4 separate regions of the Mus musculus genome follow, and regions 1, 2 and 4 are each linked to region 3. Evidence: chromatin contacts called from public Hi-C and promoter capture Hi-C data. All regions are on one chromosome and are shown on one strand. The core of a region is the stretch at or near the end of the contact, and the rest is flanking DNA. Distances in the headings are between cores, read along the strand shown.

Evidence for each region. Hi-C and Micro-C count contacts between places; a contact is called where the count stands out from the background. Capture Hi-C pulls out chosen DNA fragments and counts their contacts.
Region 1: a promoter capture Hi-C map of adipose tissue shows a contact between it and region 3, with 3 times the contacts expected there. The contact joins the promoter of Eml5 here to the promoter of Ppp4r3a in region 3. A contact is called at or near these places in 2 of 484 Hi-C or Micro-C datasets (CD4 T cells and muscle stem cells) and 2 of 9 other capture datasets (adipose tissue and liver).
Region 2: a contact with region 3 is called in a promoter capture Hi-C map of liver, with 3 times the contacts expected there. The contact joins the promoter of Zc3h14 here to the promoter of Ppp4r3a in region 3. A contact is called at or near these places in 1 of 484 Hi-C or Micro-C datasets (B cells), 2 of 115 datasets of contacts at active chromatin or transcription factors (large pre-B cells and pro-B cells) and 2 of 9 other capture datasets (adipose tissue and liver).
Region 4: a contact with region 3 is called in a Hi-C map of B cells, with 7 read pairs. The contact joins the promoter of Ddx24 here to the promoter of Ppp4r3a in region 3. A contact is called at or near these places in 1 of 39 promoter capture datasets (the C10 cell line), 1 of 484 Hi-C or Micro-C datasets (B cells) and 2 of 115 datasets of contacts at active chromatin or transcription factors (astrocytes and embryonic forebrain).

What each region holds. Positions count from the first base shown.
Region 1 is chr12:98,900,225-98,902,924 of GRCm38.p6, forward strand. It overlaps Eml5 (echinoderm microtubule associated protein like 5), which reads right to left and starts at 1,260. Exons shown (of 44, transcript NM_001081191.1): 1 at 608-1,260. The coding sequence starts at 804.
Region 2 is chr12:98,745,476-98,748,263 of GRCm38.p6, forward strand. It overlaps Zc3h14 (zinc finger CCCH type containing 14), which reads left to right and starts at 1,493. Exons shown (of 17, transcript NM_029334.2): 1 at 1,493-1,683; 2 at 2,005-2,047. The coding sequence starts at 1,648.
Region 3 is chr12:101,082,379-101,085,250 of GRCm38.p6, forward strand. It overlaps Ppp4r3a (protein phosphatase 4 regulatory subunit 3A), which reads right to left and starts at 1,324. Exons shown (of 15, transcript NM_211355.2): 1 at 351-1,324. The coding sequence starts at 492. It overlaps D130020L05Rik (RIKEN cDNA D130020L05 gene), which reads left to right and starts at 73. Exons shown (of 2, transcript NR_038050.1): 1 at 73-2,121.
Region 4 is chr12:103,424,568-103,427,578 of GRCm38.p6, forward strand. It overlaps Ddx24 (DEAD box helicase 24), which reads right to left and starts at 1,280. Exons shown (of 9, transcript NM_020494.4): 1 at 1,212-1,280; 2 at 1-30. The coding sequence starts at 25.

The sequences.
Region 1 (2,700 bases), core at 10-2,509, 2.2 Mb before region 3:
AATTACTAATAAGAAAGTAAACTTAAGGTTACTCTGATGAAGATAAACAGAATCGGAAATCGGTGTGGTAAAGGTTATTTCTCATAAAAGACATACCCTCCAAGTGCCTTCCAGCGTGCGAATTTTAACCTCTAGTGAATTGCCTTCCGAGTAACACATGAGTTTCTTTGCTATCTGCTGATAATTGCAGATAGTGAAATCTGAACTAATAACTACGGCCAAGAGTTGAGTACCGCAGAGCTTGGGTTAGTCTTCTGTCAAGTGTTTCCTTTCCCTAGCGAAATAAGATTTCCTTTTTAACAAGAAACCAATCACGGAGTCTAAACTCCTGATGTTGATGGAACGGAAAAGGTCACAAATCCAGTCAAGCGAAGGCCTGCGGAGCATCCGTAGGCTCGCTCCCCTAGAAAAGGGCGCTGCGGAAAGCGGAGTGGTAAGTGGGTGGGCTCCGAACCAGATAGATGCACATCGCTGTCCTGGGTGATGCCCCTTTGCGTGAACGGCCACGACTTCCAGAAGGACAGGCAGCTGCAAACTCCGAGGGCGCTCGGCAGGGGTGACAGCGGTCCCCCTCCCACCCCACCCCTCCGCCTCCCCGAGCCCGTACCTGATGATGTCGTCGCTGTGGCCGCGGAAGAACTTCTGCCGATGCTCCCGCGGACTATACACCACGCCGACCCCCGCCACGAAGTACACGATCTCCTTGGCCGCCGTGTAGTAGAGGTTGTTGCGGCACTGGTGGCCCCGGTAGCCGTACACCCACTCGAGCCGCAGGTGGCAGCTCGGGGCGCTCCGAGCCGCCATGTCGGTGCGCCCACCCGTCGCTGCGGCTCGGGCCCGCGGTCGCCGCCGGGGCTGGGTGACGAAAGCTCTCCCGCTGGCGGCCCGGACGCTCCTCTAAGCCGAGCCCGGCAGGTGCATCTCGCTTGCGTGGCCGCCGCAGCCGCCGCCGCCGCTTCAGCCCACGGGCGGGAGGAAAAGCCTCGCCTCACCGAACATGCTGAGGGCCGCGAGCGCCGCCGGCTGTCCGGGAGCCTCGCGCGTCTGGGAGCTCGCCGTGTCCCCTCAGCCCAGTGCCTTAGGCTGGAAGACAACCAAGCGAAGAGGGGGGACGGGGACGCGCCTCCAGCCCGCTTCTTCTCCGCCCGCCCCGCGCACCGGACTCCCCGCCCGGGTCACCTGCGGCGCTCCGGTCTAGCCGCTACCTCGCCTCCACAGCCCCGGCGGAGCCGCGCCGCGCGCTCCCGAGCCCAGCTGAGTGGCGGGAGGGCGGAGCCGCGCGGCCCCGCCCCTCCCCTGCGCTAGCCCCACCTCTCAGGTGGCCCCGCCCCTCCCGGAGTAGAGCGGAATCAGAGAGCTCCCTGCTCACCACCACCAGGCTGTGGTTAACGCCCCCCGCCCCCCCGCCCCCCCCCCCCACGCAGTCCTCCCTACCAAGATCTAAGCACCCGTTCCCACCCTCGCGAGACCTGGATTACCCCACCCAGATTTGGATTCCTGTTGCTGGGTTTGCTTGCTCAGGAATCTCTGGGGAATCCCGCTTGCCCTTAGACCTCAGCTATTTCATATGCCAATGAATAACACCAGAATAGAATGTTCACTTTATTCTTTAATCGCCTCCTCCATACCTTACATATACGTGTGTGTTTGCTTATCATGGTGCTCTCTGGTCCAGAAATTTGGCAAGAAGAAAACCTAACCTCGCAAATGTGCTTTTGACACATTAGATACACTGTCCTAATAAATAGTCCTGGATTTGTTACTACTGTTGTTCAACAGGCCTCAAACTCATAATCCTCCTGTTTTTGTCTCCTGAATGCTGAGATTACAAATGTGCATCACTGTCCCCACCAAAACTCCGAACCCACCCCCCCCCCCCACGCACCCCACCACCACCCACCCCCACCCCGCTGGCAGATCTTTCAGCTGCTGTTTTGGATAGCAGCAATTATCTCTTGATTAAAATGAAGAAGGGCATGTTTTAAAGTAATTGTGAAATCAGATGGCCTAAATAATTGTGATCAGGTAGACTACTCCTGGAAGAGATGTTGACTATGTAACATCTATGTATGCTTAGAAAAAATTAAATATTTGTTGCCGTACATCGTGAAATATTAATCACTAGCTACATATAATTTTTATGAGGTAGGGTGTAGAAGAATAAGAATTTCTCTCTGTACAGTTTTTTTTTCAACACAATGTTTTACAGATCCCATGGTACATATTTAAGAACTTCAGATTAATACTAGATTTAAATAATTTATTTTCCCATTATCATATTTTCCATTGCAATTTTTAATGACCCAAGGGTAGAGTTTGAAGCAAAAACATTCTTAATTAAGCCATCCTCAGATGACAACTTAAGACCAAAAGAGATGACGGAGGCACAGCGGTGGCTGGAAAGTGAACCATTCATGAATACTAAAGAGAGGAAAGCAAATCTCACCAGTTCTCTATGCGATCTGTTAGCAGGGTCATGGCAGAGAAGTCAGTCAAGCCTTTACCCTGGACAAGGTGTTACCGCTTTCTGAAAGTCATGCAACCAGACCCCAGATATGGATCAACAAGTAAACATCTGGTGAACCATTTACGTAAAAGAACAATAATCCTTTGGTAATCTGATGCCTCCTAGTCCAGTCTGAAGCTACATAGTTCAGACATGTGGGGTGTATTCTAAAATTCAAGCAAATGGAGTTATTT
Region 2 (2,788 bases), core at 243-2,742, 2.3 Mb before region 3:
ATAAAGACTGCAGTCGATCTGATTGTCCCAGCTCCTGAATGTGTGGCTCCAATGAGGGCTGTTGGAAAGATTTTGTACCTGATAGTTTGTGATCCCGAGCCTTGAAGAACTTCAAACAAACCTGCAATTATCTCTTCCTAGGCCAGAGGGCAAGCTCTTCTCCTTGTGGTCTAGCAGACCAGACAGATAGCTGTAATTGGTGCTAAGAGGCAAAGCTCTGATTAGTCCAACATATGGCTAGGCTCGGCCAAAACAAATAGCTGTGATTAATCCAAACATCCCATTTTGAGCTATAGAAGCAGACTGTTCAGGCCGGGAGGGGCACTCTCGGGAGCAGCTTACCCTATGGTTACAACAGCAGGCTTAACAAGAGGCTTCTCTCAAGCTCTCTTTTCTGACCCACTTTCAGCTGTGTGGACCCAAAGAGAGGCAGGAGATAGAAGAGGGAGGGAGCTGTTCAAGAGTGGCCAGGATAAGGTAAGAAGCTGAGAGGGGGAACAGGAGGCTCAGAGCCTAAGCATTAAAAGCAATGACGTAAAAAGCAATGAAGGGAACCTGCAGGCCCCGGTCACAAGAATTTGTGAGAACTGTCAGGTCTTCAGGGCCAAGTGTGCCAGGCATCTGACTGAGAGCTGTATCGCTGGCTACCACCATGGCCTGAGAAATCCCAGTACCTAGGACCTTCAGGAAACTGCAATCCCAGCTGAGACTGAGATTAGCAAACCCAATTTCTAGGCCCAAGGAGCTCTAATACATTCAGGGCTGACACCCAATAACGGAGCCCTGCGCACCAACTCTTAACACTAGAGGGCCCCAACTTCCCAGTCACACTGGTCAACACTGCAGGGTGTTGTAACACTAGAGGGTGACACTTGCCAGTCTTGCTACCTGCAGCTGGCAGCCCTCAGGAGGCAGGGGCAGGTGGATCACTGGGTTCAAGGCCAGCATGGGTTTCAGAGCAAGTTCCAGAACAGCCAGGGCTACACAGAGAAACCCTGTCTCAAAAAACAAAACAAAACAAAACAAAACATCCCTATAGAATTAAAGTAAGGTCATGGGTTCTGAATATCGTCCCTCTACCTCATCAAGTGTAATAATAGTACATCTTCTAGAAAATAATCTCCTTTTTGTCATTTGATAATATATATCTCAATCCCATAGTGATACTTGGGGTTAGATTTGAACTCGGATCAGGGCTCATAATGTTTGAGCTATACATACTTTCATCCTGATTACCTGTAGACTAAAATTCGCAAATGAGAAAGCATGAAAAGGAAAAGGAAAGGCTCCCCCGAAGCCTAGAAAGAGGAAGGTGAAACCAGGTAACCCCGTAGGCCATCGTCCTATGAGCCACCAGCAGTGGTCGCCAGAGCACAGGTTCCGGACCCCGCCCCCCTGCCCGGGACACACACGCGCGCGCGATTGCGCGCATGCGTGTGTGCTCAGACGCATGCGCGTTGGCTCCCACTTGCACGGGGGCGCCAGCAGGGGCGGGGACGCGCACGGCGGAGGCGGAGCGGCGGCGGCAGCGGCGGCAGCGGCAGCGGCAGCGGCGTAGGGGGCCCAGGCTGCAGGGTGGCAGCCCGCGGCGGGCTCCAGGTAACCGAGGCGCCGCGCAGTGCCGAGCCGGCCGCCCGCCGCCGAGCCATGGAAATCGGCACCGAGATCAGCCGCAAGATCCGGGTGAGGCCCGCGTCGGCGGGCGCTGGGCATGGCGGGCAGGCGGTTGCCAGGAGTAACGGGGCGGGTGGGCCCGGCCTGCAGCGTCTCCTCCGCGCCGGCCGCCTCAGACGGAGCGCAGGCGCGGCGGTCGGCTCTGGGGACTCCAGCGGGCCCGTGAGAGGCACCTGGGCGGCAGCGGCGGCGGCGGCTGCGGGAAGCGCCGCGCGGGGGGCGGCGTCCCCTCCCCCACCCCCCGGTTGCGCGGGGCGGCTCTTTCACTGTCGCGGTTTTCACAGGCACCTTTGCTGTTTTTTTTTTTTTTTTTCTCTCTCTCTCCCTCAGAGTGCCATTAAGGGGAAATTACAAGAATTAGGAGCTTACGTAGGTAAGTCGATTCTCATCCTTCGCCTCCATATACTACTGTAGGGCTTGTAGCTGCCTGGATGTGTGAGTGACTCTGCCCCAGAGCTCTTCGGGTGGTCTGCCTTGAGAGCCCTGGTTTTCCTCTCCCCTCGTTCCATCGAGCCATCTATAGCAGCACCCCGAGGTCCCTTCCCCCACCCCCATCTCCTGTCTAAGATGTTATTTTGAAATAGTCTAGCTTTTCTAACCTTCGGCTGAAGCTGTCGTGTTTTTAAGCACCCATGTTTGTTCGAATTTTGTTCTGTTTTTCCTGTTGTTACTTTCTCATCATGACCTTTAATTTGAGATCTCTCATTTTGGATATGAACATTATATGCTTCAGGCTTCTGGCATTTGCCACAGAGCTGGTTCAGTAAGTTTTATGTATTAGATTTTTTTTGTTTTTGTTTGTTTGTTTGTTTGTTTTTTCAGAATGAGTGTTTACTCTGAGCTAGGCATTGTTTAGCCATTAAAATGTAAATGATAATATCCCAGTTGTACAAATAGAAACAAAGGCTTCAGGTACTTGAACAGGCCTGGGGGAGGAAGCCTGTCTGACCCCACTGATGGTGGCTTTAGTTGTAAATCATGGGTACCTTAAAATAGTAACTCAGGGTCTGAGACCCTTACTGACCCCTGGAGTCAAATTTGTTTTCATAATGGTTAGAAGGCTTGACATTACACTATGTCTACACTTGGATTATACGAAAGCAGTGAGTTTAAA
Region 3 (2,872 bases), core at 74-2,573:
TTTATGCCTGCTTTACAGATTGGTGAACTAAGGGGTGTGTGTGTGTGGGGGGGGGGGGAGCAGATCGTTTCCGTTAAATGCCTTTCTCAAGGTCACGACGGTGCAAAAACCACCGGGGAAAGAGGATCTCAGGTCTCCGACCTTTCTGCACTGGAAAGGCAGCACGGCGCAACGTGCTCCGCTCTGCTCGAAATCCCAACGCCACAAGGTTTTCGGGTTAAGGATGGACACCCCGAATGCTCTCCACCGAGCTCCACCGGACTTGGGTACCCCGTGGCGTTCCCGTCCGCACTCCCGCCGTCCCAGTCCGAGCGCCACTGCTCTGAGAGGGGCCAGTGAGGGTCACTTACCGTCGCTCTCCGCCCTGACGAGCAGGGACATGCCCTTCAGCCTCTCCACGTAGCCGGAGGACACATGGCCAGTACCCCGGTCGTCCCACTGCCGGTCCTCGTTGAGCGTGTAGACCTTCACCCGCCGTCGGGTGTCGGTCATCGTGCCGGCCGGGGGCCCCGCCCGAGTGGCCCAGGGACAGTGTCCAGAAAAGGCGGGCGGCCGCAAACGGGGAACTCCGGGACCTCAGTGCCACCGCTGGCCGCCGCGGAGCTGCGCCGCCGCTCGCATGGCCCGCTCCCGGGTCCGAGCCCCGGGCCGCCGCCTTCTCTCGTCTCCTTCTCCCCGGCGCTATTGTCCAGGCCGAGCGAGCGCGGCCGCCCAGCAGCCCCGACAGGGAACGCGCAGCACTACGCAGCCTACCGGCCCGCCGTTCCAACGAGGTGCGGCTCGGTTCACAGACCCGCTCCGGCCTCCACCATGACCTCCGCAGAGCCGCTTTCCCGCGCCGCCGCCTCCTCAGGCCGCCGCCGCCATGTTTTCCTCCCTTGTACCTGGCCCAGCCGCTGCAGCAGGAAGCCCCGCTCCGCTCCTCCCGCTTAAAGCATCCGAAGCCGGTGAGGTAGCACTTCCCGGGAGACTCCGAACGCCTCTGGCCACCCGAGAACCCCTGGCTCTTCTTAGAAGCCGCCTTCCCTACTCCGCCGCCTCTTCCGTCTTCCTCACAGAGCCAAAGCCGCCGCCATCTTGGCTCGCCCCTCAAAAGCGGCGCGCGGGGCCACCTAGGCAGTAGCGGCAGGGGCGGCCCGCAAGCCCCACCACTTAAAGCGACAAGACGGGAGCCGGCAGCTTCGCTCCGGCCGAGGCCTTGCACCGAGGCGGGCGCGGAGCTGCGGGGGTGGCGGGAGCGGAGGAGGCGGGACGCGAGTCGCGCCGGTGACGGACCGGGACTCCCTCGCGCTGCCCTGCGCGTACTGTCGTGCAAGCGCGGGCTGCGTGTGCGTCCGTCGCACTTTGAATTCGTCATCACCTCGGCTCCGGGCGGGGAAGGGGTGTGGAGTCTGTTGGCGGCTTCTGGAGCCAGACTGGACTCTGATCCCGGAGCTCGTCCTTTCCCGTGCGAGCCTTCTCCGGACGCTTTAGGGAGGACCTTTGCAGTCGGCCCTGGGGGCGCGGGCTGCTGGCGTCCTCCTCGTCCTCCCCCCGCCCTCCTCCTCCTCCTCCTCTTCTTCCCTTGGCCTGAAATAGAGAAGTTTCTGAGAGAGGACCGTTTGGACCGCGAGGTTGGCGGGATGCAGTGAGGCACGCAATGGCCGGGCAAGTCTAAAACCCTCGACGCGGTGTTCACGCGTGGCACTGCTCCCCGGGATCATTCTGAGCACTCACCTCACAATAATCAGCGGTTATCTCCCTTTCTCTGTCGGTTATCAAAGCTGATCGTCTGTAGCCCTAGGCTGGTTTGTTTGTTTTTTTAAACAAAATAACAAAACACATCTTGAAGGGCTTGCAAAGATAAATGCCGTACTGTATGAATAAGATGAAATTCTTTGTTTTTTTGTTTTTTTTGAAACACAGCCTCACAATGTTGCTCTGACTGGCTGAAGCAACGTATGCGAGAAGCTGGGATCTTTCTTAACCCACACCAGAGACAAGTGCTCGCAAAGACATACCTGAAATCATTCACCAACAAAACTCGGAAGCATGTAAAAACAAAGCAGTTGCTGTTTCTAAATACCAGAATGCAATCCTTTCAAGCATCTAGATGGAGCCCATGAGCTCCAAGCAGAGCAGGTTAGCAGTATGGCCCTCTATGCTGATTATTTTATAGCAATGCTTCTAACCTTCCTAAAATGCTCTGACTCTTTTATAACACAGTTTCTCTTGTTGTGGTGACCCCTCCCTCACTATAAAATCATTTTGTTGCTACTTCGTAACTGTAATATGCAGGATATCTGCTGTGTCCCGTGTTTGACCGCCAAGGGATCGAGACCCACATGTTGAGAACCACCTTTTTAAAGGCCCTTGGAGACTGACTAGCAGAGCTTACACAGTGAATAGTTTCTTATCTGCCTTGACTCTTTACCCATCAAAGAAGAAACTGTTGCTTTCATCCCTCTGAAACTGTTTTGCTGGAGTACAGAACCCAATAGAACACACCTAGCCAGTCTCAGTATTTTGTCTCCTGGCTTATTCTGATGATGGAAATCATTTACAAACTATTTTGTGTCTTCCAGAGCTTTCCTAAATTGCTATGATCCGGGTCTTCCTCTCCTCTATAAAGTGTCCTTTAGAGACTTTGAATCAGGGTACACCAGGATTTGTACTTCTCAGAATTTCAGAATTGCCAGCTTGTGTTTGGGAACAAGTACTGTGAGGAAATAATTTATTTGGCGTATACTTCTAGGTCACAGTCCATTGCTGAGGGAAATCAGGGCAGGAACTCAAAGCAGGAGCCTGAAGCAGAAACCATGGAGGAATGTTGCCTGTTGGCTTGCTCCCCTCATACTTAGTTTTTTTTTATAAAGTCCAGGACAACCTTACT
Region 4 (3,011 bases), core at 30-2,529, 2.3 Mb after region 3:
TTGAGTTTGTCTCCTTCACCTTCATGGTTGCTGAAAAGAAATGTTCTTCTGGGTTAGTGACTGTGGGGTACAGGCTCTAGGGCAACACACGCTTTCCTAAAACGTACTAGACCCTGCAAACAGCCAAGGACACAGAGATGGCTTAACTTACATAGAGGAGATGCTCAAATCCAGAAAATGAAACACACCCACAGAATAGGTAGTTTGGCTTGGAGCAGAGGGGACACAGGCAGTAAAGGACACATGAGCTATCTCTGGTTAGGATCCTAGCTCCAACACTTACTTTGTATGCAACCCCCACCCACCCACCTCCTCTCAGAATTTAGTGTTACAATCTTTCTAAATGAGAAGGGTGTGATAATATCTAATAATAACTAATTTTACACTGTACACAAAATAAGTATCAAAAGAGGCTTGATAAGCCATTTTGAACACGGAGTAAGAATCTGAGATACGGCGTGCTTTTTTCCCTGGTAGAACAAGACAAGTGCCATTTCCATCATCTTGGCCTTGGCCAGATAGGTTGAAACACGTCAAGTCCTAGGTTCCACCCCCCCTAGCACTGCGTAAAACCGTACATAGCCGGTATCCTGCCCTCAGGAATGGAGATGGAAGATCAGGAGCTCAAAGCCAGCCTTGGCTACACAAGACCCTGTCTTTAAAGTCTGAGTATGCACGACTCATCTGTGTGGAAGTGGCGCTACATGGGTCCTCTCTAAATGAAAAGGGACATTGTGGAGAGAGTAAGGCAAAACTCGATTCAAATCTGGATCCTGCTCGGTGTTTGCTGCACATCTCTGTGCCTCAGTCTCCTTATCTACAAATTGAGGATAATGAGATATTTATCGCACTGGGTCCTCATCTGAATACGAAATAGTGACGCACGTCAAAAACCGCTTAACATGGCGTCTGTGAGGATGGCATGGGACGCACGGCGACCCCCCGACCCCCGCCGCACCTCGGCCCCACCTTGACAAGGTGAAGGGAACGTCACTAGAAATAGGGCGCGGGGGAGTGACCTGTGCCTTCTGCCAGAGTCCCACGAGGGCTTCAAGGGAGGTTGCCGGGCCTTGATGCCCACAGCAAAGCATGAGCCACCGGCAACCAAGGTTGTGGGGACACCGGTGAGCCACGATGCTTCGAAGACACCGGGGAGCCCCTCCGCAGCCGGCCAGGGCCTGCTCCGCTCCGAACCCACAAAGAGCACTCACCGCCGCAGTCACCTCACACGCCGGGCCGTTTGCGCCAACCCGACCCGGAACTGCAGCAGCTTCAGTACTGCAGTTCCGGGGCGGAGCTCCGGGCACGCGTGCGCGCTAAGGAAGGAAGTTCCGCCTCTGTGCGGAAGCGTCTATCTGATTGGCACTCTCTCAGGACTTTGGCTGGAACTCGGAGGACTGAGCTGGGGGGCGGGCCCTGTGTGGCCTAGGTTACGCTTCCTGTTTATGGTTTAGGCAATGTTTCGGAGCTCCTTCCTGGACGCTAGGGAGCGCAAGCGCCCGGGTAATCGCTGTCTGGTTTGTGTGCAGTAGCTGTCCCACATGCATGAGTAACTGACTACCTGGAGCCTTAAAACATTTCCTTACCTAATTTATAAACCACCTAACCCTGGGTTGAAAGAGCCATGTTCTCCAGTTCGTAGTGCCTTTCCTACTGCACAGAGCTGGTCACGATACATTTGCCTGTTTAGTTTGATTGTTTTTTGATGTTTGTGCTGGAGATTTAAACTAGTCTTAGAGGCTGTATAGATGGCTCAGAGGTTAAGAGCACTGACTGCTCTTCCAGAGGTCCTGAGTTCAATTCCCAGCAACCACATGGTGGCTCACAACCATCTATAATAGGATCCAATGTATTCTTCTAGTGTGTCTGAAGACAGCTGCAATGTACTCATATAAATTAAAAAAATAAATAAACTAGTCTTCCATGCATATGGAAGCACGCTTCCCACTGAGCCATCTCCGAAGACCTGAAAATGTATTCTTTTATATCTTAACTTAGATCAGTTTTTTTTTTTCCGTGTCAGCATTATGAGATACACACCTAACACTGAATTAGATAACAGAGTGTTGTCATTGGCAAGGGACTTTCACCAAGACGCCAAAAGGATAGACAAGAGCAAAAAGAGATGCATGAAATTTTTATGAAAACAAAAATGCTTCCGCACACCACCCTGAATAGAGAGGGGAAAAAAGGCGGGCTGGAGAGTTGGCTCAGTGGTTACAAGCACAGACTGCTCTTCCGAGGGATCTGTGTTCAGTTCCCAGCACCCATATAGCAACTCACAACCATCCATAATTCCTGACCAGAGGATCTGATGCCCCCTTCTGGCCTCAGTGGGTGCTGCAAACACGTGGTGCACAGACATACACCTAAAAACGTAAAAGAGATATCTTGTTAAAAAGAATAAAGGAGGGGCTGGTGAGATGGCTCAGCAGGTAGCGCACTGACTGCTCATCCTAAGGTCCTGAGTTCAAATTCAAGCAGCCACATGGTGGCCCACAAACACTGGTAATGAGATCTGACGCCTGCTTCTGGCATGTCTGAAGACAGCCACAGTGTACTTATTTATAATAATAAACCTTTGGGAGGGAGCAAGCAAAGCAAGGGGAGTTGACCAGAGCAAGCAGGAGTCCTAAAAAAAATTCAATTCCTAACAACCACATGAAAGCTCACAAACAATTGTACAGCTAAGTGTACTCATATACATGAAATAAAATAAATCTTTTTTAAAAAAGAGTAAAGGAAATCCTACAAACTACACATCTGAATGTGGTTAATAAAGCAGGAAATACAGAATTCAGAAACTCAATTGTAAAAGGATATGCTTACAAAATGGGCAATAAACCAAAATAAGCATTTCTTAAAAGGTACAAGAAAAAAATGCTCAGGGAGCCACTAGTCAATTGGATAATGCAAACTAGAGCCACAGGTAGACATGGCCTCACTGCAGTGAGAATGTTACAGGGAACAAAGCCTGGCTCATTGTTGTGGGCTATAACTAAGTACAGCCA